2 separate regions of the Macaca mulatta genome follow, and region 2 is linked to region 1. Evidence: chromatin contacts called from public Hi-C data. All regions are on one chromosome and are shown on one strand. Each heading gives the region's core, a stretch centred on a gene start, on an enhancer-like site or on the middle of the called end of the contact. The rest is flanking DNA. Distances are from core to core; before and after follow the strand shown. Region 1 holds the start of NSFL1C (NSFL1 cofactor). Region 2 holds the start of PSMF1 (proteasome inhibitor subunit 1).

Region 1 (4,048 bases), core at 1,378-3,877:
TAGCAATAATTGAAGTTGGCCCTTACCTGGGGGCTGTGCCTCTGGACACTGAACTGGGGGTTGCCTGCGAAATGGTCACAATGTCTTCATCCCCTCCGTCCTCATAAAAGCTCGCTAGCGCGATCTGAAACAGAGAGGTAGTACCTTGGGACCCTTAAACAGGCCTTCACCTAACACATATCTCCTCTGAGCACAAAGGAGTACAGACATGGCCAACACTTACAAGGTAGCTTGCATCCATGGGCCAAAGAAAATTAGACCAGAAGGTTAACAGCTCAACTGTTAAGTCTTTGTGTCAACTGAAACAAATTCCACCCACTACGGTGAAAAGAAGGCAGTAAGAATGGCTGGGGTGGAAGACACTCCTCATTCTCATTTTATGAAGAAACGTGATCTAGTAAAAGTAGCACACATTTAGTGAGCATTGTGCCAGGTTGTTCTGAGCATTCTACATACGTTAATTTGTTTAATCCTCACAGAACTCTATGCTATTAGTACTATTATCATCTCATTTTATAGTTGATACAGAAGCACTGAGAATTAAAAATAATTTGTTCAAGTTTACACAATTGGTAAAGAGTGGAGCCAGGTTCCATCCCTGCTAGTGTGCTCAGGCCCTTACTCTTAAGCGTTTCCAGTACAGACAGGAGTCAGGAACTGTGAAGTCAGTACAGGTTGCTACTTTTCCATTCTTTCAAGTTGTTTCCTAATCTGTGAAATGGGGGTACCTATCTCACCAACCTGCACACTGGATGAGATAATCCATTACGATTTATGCATACTCGCATGCCAGGTCTACACATACAGAAGGAATATGGGAATCTTTTGGTCATTTGTGACATCTCGCTCACCAACTCAACAGACAGGCATTTACTAATCACTTGCTTTGCACAAACACAAGAAAGCACTGAGGTCACAGAGATGAAACAGACATCGCTCCTGTCCTCAGGGTCACCAACTTTACAGGAGACAGTGAGCTGTCACGGGATAAAAGTAATCTGCTGGGAGGCAGTGTGCTGTCTCAGGACATGTAGTGAACTGGCATTCTCAGGGAGCCTACCTTCAAGTCCTGTTCCTGCCAGGCAAGTCACATGCATGAGTCTCAGTTTCCCCACTACAATGTGAGGGGAACGAGACAGAAGATCTGTTGGTCACAACACTGTGTGCTTTTATGTCTTTCAGGTAGAAACTTTTTATTTCTGCCCAGCACAGAGGCTTCCCATTGTGTCTAGGTGTGATCTAGGTGTGATGCTTTACCTAATTCTTATGTTTGGGAAGCAATTTACGTTTGGCAGCAGACCCAGTTCAAATTCCAACCCCACTACTTACTGGCTATGTGACCTTGAGAAAATTCTTTCCCCTCTGTGCTTCCAATTCCTCATCCATAAAATGGGTCTAGTCTTTACCTCACAGTGTTGCTAGGATTAAACGAATCATATTACGTAAAGTGCTTGGCACATGGTGGTTTAAAGCCTGGGCTCTGTCTGCTTGGAATCATACAGAACTGAGTTCCACTTCTACTTCTTCTGCCTGGTAGCTAGTGAGGCCTTGAGCAAGTTACTTAACCTCTTTAACCTCAGTGGCAAAATGCGAAGGTTAAATGACAAAAGACATGTAAAGCAGTTAGAACAGCGCCTGGCTCATAGTAAGTACTCAATAAATATTAGTCATCATCATTATCATCTACCTAAGACGAGGCTGGCCAAGAATATTTATGCAATTCTTTCTACAGTTAATTACCGAGTGCTTACTATGTGCCAGGCATTGTTCTAGGCACTGGGAATTCATCAGTGTACAAAAATCCCTGCCTCGTGAAGCGTAAGTCTTCTCAGCGAGTATTTAGTTTATACTTAGTACGTGCCAATGAACTACACAGTAATTTCCACGAGACTCCCATTTTACAGATAAGTTAACTACGAAAGGTGAAGACGCTCCAACCTTGCGCCACCACCCCAGAGGTATTCTCCCAGCAATTAGGAAGGCGGGGCGGGGTTCAGCTCCCGGGCTGGACTTCGGAAGTAGAAATGAGCGGCCACCTAGTCCAGAGTGGGGCTTCACCCAAGAGCTGCTCACTCGGACCAGCTTGGCCTTCGGCAGACATTCGGCGTGGCAGCCACGCCCCCAGGCGCTCCCTCTCCTCGCCGGCTGCTGCAGTGCCGGAAGTGTCGCTGACGCCGCAAGCGGGAGAGGCAGCGTGAAACTGGCACGGCAGAACTGGCTGGGGCTGGCCCGCGTTCCCCCACTCCCAAGCCGAGCAGGCGACGCGTGACAAGCGGTCCCGGGACCATGAGGCCTGGGTCGGGCCGCGGTAGAGCGGGGATGACTGTGCGCTTCGGCCGCCGCGGGCTTAAGGCACCAGGCGCCCGTTCCCAGCGGTCCCCGGCCCACCCGACACAGCCCGCCTCGCGGCGCTACCTGCAAGTCCCAGCCGGCCGACTCCAGAAAGAAGCGGGCCCGCTCCTCCTCGGCGCCCGTCACCGCCACGAACTCCCTCAGCGCCTCCTGTCGCTCCGCCGCCATCTTCGACCAGTGCGCTTCCCAAAGCGCTCCGGCGGCCGCCGCGCAGCCCAAGCCCAGCTGCCGCGTTCCGCTTGCCGGTCGACGAAGCCCAGCTGGTGGGAGCCCGCCCGCAGCCCCGCCCCACGTGGTGCCCCACGCAAAGCGCTCCGTGCGGGAAACCCCGCCGCTCCGCGCCCTCTGGCGACTGCAGCGCGAACCGCAGCCTAACGGCGTGGGTGGGAGCCCGAAGGATGAGAGGCGGGGCGGGTCTTACATACACCTGTGGGCTGAAGGATCCCTGCAGGAGTCAGATTCCCAGTTATTCATTGACGCAGCCCTCATTTCATTAATTTATGCATTCGTTCATTCACTTACTTGTCAAGCATTTACTGAGAGCTATCAATGGCCCGATGTTTTTCTAGGGCTGTGGATATGGCAGGGAGCAAAACAAAGTCCCTGCTCCCTTGCTTCTTACACTCTGGGGGTAAAAATTCAGACCTTGAACAGGCTAGGCCTCCGCTCACAACACGTCCATGCCTCGCTATCTCGCCCCGCATGAAAGACTGTCTCAGGGCCTGCCTGCAGGACCCATGAGAAATGGGCCAGTTCCTCCATCTCATCTAGGGATCCGCTAGCTTCCTTTGCTCCAGGCGCCTTGCCCTCCTTGCTGTTCCTGGAACTTGCCAGGTATGGTGCATTTGCCTCAGGGCCGTTGCATTAGCTGCTTCTGTGCCTGGAGCACCTTTCCCTTACCGATGGGCAAGGCGCTCTCTCCGCTTTCTTTGGGGCTCTGCTCCAAGGCCACCTTCTCAGGAACAAACCTGTCTTCTGGGTCCTCAGCTTCTTTGCCATCTTGCCTCTTGCTTCTTGCCACTGTTAGGTACAGTAAGTTCCTCTCCAAAGAGTGGGCTTGTTCAGCTTACTTGTTCTTTGTTCTCTATTTTCAAAGCCTAATTTCCTCGTTCTTTGTACCTCCTTACCCCTAGTTAGGGTAAACAACCTTCCCGCGGGTCCTAATCTATAACCCACATCTGTTCCCTTGGATACCCTCGCTACAATTGCCAGTGCTATGGAAACTCTTCTTCCCGCCGAAACCGGTTGCCCTACCACTGTAGCCCACGTTTCTGCTCCATTTGAACTAGCCAATAGGGATTAGCTTAGATTGTGCAGTCCAGCCCCAGCCAATGGGAACAGGACACAGAAGCAGGGACTAACCGCATTAGGGATAAAAACCCCTTCTCTCTTTTGTTCGGTGTGCCTTCTTGTAGACCAGATGTGCGAGTGGCATCCTTCTGCAGAAGTGAATTGGCTTTGCTGAGAAATCTTTTACTTGAGTGCTCGTTTTCCTTGCGACTTCGAGCTTTAATTTCCAACACCACCATGGGACACTCTTCCCTTCCTCTTCCTCTGTCGGCCCCTGCTCATTCTTCAGCTCTCAGTTCAGGTGTCCCTTTCTCAAGGGGACCTTGAGAAGGTCCCCAGGCTTAGTCAAAACCCCTCTTAATCAGGTTATGAACAGCACAAAATCCAGTCTTCCTTCAATTGACAC
Region 2 (3,720 bases), core at 1,035-3,534, 340 kb before region 1:
TATGCCACAGGCAGTACATCTCAGAGAGGAGTTCCACAGCCATCAGCTTTAGTGTCGTCCAGAATGTGGTCAACATACATGCACTCTTCCTCAGACCTTCTCATCCAGAATCTCTGCAGAAGGAGTTCAAGAATCTGGGTGTCTCAAGGAAACTCTAGGAACACAAAATTTGGAGAGGCACAGGACCAGCTGACAAAGGGAGTGGTGAACTATAAAGAGATAAGAGTGGCCTGATTGGGTTGGGGCTAGGACAAGAATTCATTTCTTCATTCAGTATTCATTCTTTCTTTCAATAAGTATAGATTGATCCCAGATAGCATTCAGGTACATATGTGCACAAGGTAGACATGCTCCCTGTTTCTTTGTCACAGTCTAGTGGAAAGACAGTCATTAAATAAGCAAAGAAATAAATACCTAATATAGTTTCAAGTTATGATTAGTGCTTTGCAGGGAAAAAAAAAAAAAAAAAACAGGAGAGGGGTTAAAGACTGGAGAAGGTTATTTGGATGGAATGGTCTGGGAAGCCCTCTATTGAGGATGGTAGGAGTGAGGGATGGAGCCTCTAAAAATGAAGAAGCAAGACACGTAGATATTTGGGAAAAGAGCATTCCAGGAAGAGGAATGCAAAGGCCTAAACAGAACACATGAAAGAGGGAAAGTGGTTGGGAAGCTAGATGCTGGAGGATCAGACCAGGGTGGAAGCAGTGAAGGTGATGGGAAGTGGTCAGATTCATAATATATTTTGAGAGTGGAGTCAACTAGCTTTGCTGTTGGACCAGATGTAGCTGTGAGAGAAGGGGAGCCAAGGTCATTGCAGGTATAAAGGGGATGGGAGGACAGTTGAAGGAGATTGAATCAGAGAGGTACAGGACTGGCAGGGCTGGGGCAGGAGGTGGCAGACCACATGCAGGTTCCTGCAGACCACGGGGAGGACTTTACTTTTCCATTGAGCGTGATGGGAACCCTGTGAGATTTTGAGCCGAGGGATGTGATCTGACTTGTTTTCTTTTTTCTTTTTGTTTCTTTTTTGAGACGGAGTATCGCTCTGTTGCCCAGGCTGAAGTGCAATGGTGAGATCTTGGCTCATCGCAACCTGCACCTCCCGGGTTCCATCGATTCTCACGCCTCAGCCTCCTAAGTACCGGGGACTAAAGGCGTGCGCCACCACGCCCAGCTAATTTTTGTATTTTTAGTAGAGACAGGGTTTCACCATGTTGGCCAGGCTGGTCTCAAACTCCTGACCTCAAGTGATCCACCTGCCTCGGCCTCCCAACGTGATGGGATTACAGGCGTGAGCCGCCACACCCGGCGGATCTGACCTGTTTTCTAACAGAATCTCTCTGGTTGCGAAGTGCAGTACAGAGAGAGACAGGAATGGAATGGGGCAGTTCCGAGGCTGATGCCAGGCGTCCAACTGAAAGATGACAGGAGCTTGGACCAGGTTGGTGACTGGGATGGGGAAACTAAATTTATTTGGGTAAAAACAATAAGTGGATTTCATGAAACTTGTTGACGTAATGGGTGGTAAAAATCATAAAGGGGGTAGTCAAACAAATGATTGAAATTTGGTAATGGGTCAGGAGCTTCAGCTCTGCCGGCAGCAGTTGTGTCTTCTTGGAAAAATGGTTTCAACTCTCAGCCGTTTTGTCATCTGCAAAATGGGGATAATAATGGTACATCATAGAGTTGTTGAGAAGGTGATGTAAAGGTTTTAGTACAGGATGTAGCACACAATAAACACTTAATAAATGTTATCTTAGAAGCCAGACTGCTAGGTTCCTGTAACCATCTCAGCCATTCACCGGCTGGCTGTTGTCACCTTGGTCAAATTAGCCCTCTGTGCCTCAGTTTCCTCATCTGTGCAATGAGGCACATTAATCGTTAATATCAACTGCATAGAGTTGGGTTGTGAAGATTAAATAAATGAATACAAGTAAAGCATTCAGAATAATGTGGCCGGTAGTAAGCACTGCGTACGTATTAACGATTATTAAGAATGTATTTTAGCCACATTTCCCAGCCCCTTCCCCGGCCTAGCATAACCCATTTTGTGCATGGGAAGTCTGGCTTTCAGCAAGGTGGCCTCTTGGAGGGCGCTGTGCTTGCGTGAAGCGATCCTGTCGGCCGCGGCGAAGACCCAGGTTCCGGCTTTGAGGGGTCTCGCCCCGCGCGGTCCCTGGCGGAACCTTTTAGTTCTGCGCTCGCGTTGCCAGCCCGGCGCGCCTCACGCAGTTGCGCCCGCTCCTGGGGCTACTTCCGGCGGCCCCGCCCCGCCCCGCCCCCGGGCGTCTCCATCTTGGTCTCAGGTGTAGGCTCTGCCAGAGCTAGCGCAGGAGTGAAGCGGAGTTATAGCTACCTCGGCCGCGGAGCTGGCTCACTGCACTACCCCCTCCCCCTTCTCTCCTCCAGACGCCGAAGTCGCTGGCGCTCATGGCGGGCCTGGAGGTACTGTTCGCATCGGCAGCGCCGGCCATCACCTGCACGCAGGACGCGCTCGTCTGCTTCTTGCATTGGGAAATGGTGACACACGGCTACTACGGCTTGGGTGTCGGTGACCAGGTACGCCACGGAGCCGGCCAGGGTGGAGGAGGGAACTGTCTTCTGTCCAAACTCAGAGGCCCGGAGGCCTGGTCCAGAGCGCCCGATTTCCCCGCCTTTCCCAATGCAGGGCCTGGGGCACATGACAGCGTTGGTAAAACCTGCGGGTCGGAGGTTGCTCACCTGCTCCAACCCAGCCCAGAGTCCCTCACAGCACAGCTGGCACAACATGATTTGTAAACTCAAGGGCAGAAACTCGCTTCAACACAGCCTGGCAGCCTCTCAGGCCAGGACTGTGTGGACCTAGCATTCCATAGAATGGAAAAGAATCCAGACAGGAGTTTAGCTCCCCAGAGCACTCCTCACCCACCTAATCTCCTCTGAATTCCTTCCCACCCAGCCTCGGGGTGAGGGGACTGACTCAGTTCCCCCCTCATACCACACTAGAGCCTCCACCAAACATCTGGATCCAAGCACAGGTACGGGAGTGAGCTTTGACCTACTCAGCCCCAGGCCACGGCCCTTTTTTCACCCCTTAGCATGGGCCCAGAGAGTTCACATGCCTTTCACGCTTTACTGAAGGGCCCAGCGTAGTCCACTCGCTACTGCCATCCCCAACTCAAGCTCTAGGAAACAGTCCCCCCTAGAATCGTATACACATACAGCCTGGATGTGAGAGTCATATGAGATTTTCTCCTCATAGCTGTCCCCATAGGGCCAGCCCCCTCCACTCCCATCCCCAGGCTCCACCTCTTACACCTAGGGACGTTGTTGTCATCCCCACCGAGTTCCAGGACCGCTGGGCCCAACCCACCTCACTAATTCTTTGCTCTAGCATTCTTCTGTCTTTGCTGTCTCTTCCCTGTGACCCTCATCCCCACATCCACATCATCCTAGACATCTGCTTGCTGGGACAACTGGGCCTGCCTCCATGCGTGCCCCTCACTGTCACTGTTCTCTCACTCTCAGAACCAAGACCAGCCATGGGAAACAGATCACCCCATCACCCTTCCTCTCCTTTTTGACTGCTTCAGCCCTCAACTCCTCTAATCATTTTTTTTAGCTTCTCAAATAGAGTCTTAATTCTCCTCTCCTGACACAGCTTTAGGGACCCGTCTTCAAACTTGTTTTGTACATTCTGAGCACTTAGGCAAGTATCCCCTTTCCCCTCCCCCTCACTGC

What was found. A called contact is a pair of places that touch in the nucleus more often than the background predicts.
Region 2: a contact with region 1 is called in a Hi-C map of fetal cortex germinal zone, with 4 times the contacts expected there. The contact joins the promoter of PSMF1 here to the promoter of NSFL1C in region 1. A contact is called at or near these places in 2 of 14 Hi-C or Micro-C datasets (cortical neurons and fetal cortex germinal zone).

Annotation. Positions count from the first base shown.
Region 1 is chr10:82,677,866-82,681,913 of T2T-MMU8v2.0, reverse strand. NSFL1C (NSFL1 cofactor) reads right to left here and starts at 2,627. Exons shown (of 9, transcript NM_001266663.1): 1 at 2,416-2,627; 2 at 27-124. The coding sequence starts at 2,520.
Region 2 is chr10:83,017,680-83,021,399 of T2T-MMU8v2.0, reverse strand. It overlaps PSMF1 (proteasome inhibitor subunit 1), which reads left to right and starts at 2,284. Exons shown (of 7, transcript XM_001112708.5): 1 at 2,284-2,559. The coding sequence starts at 2,431.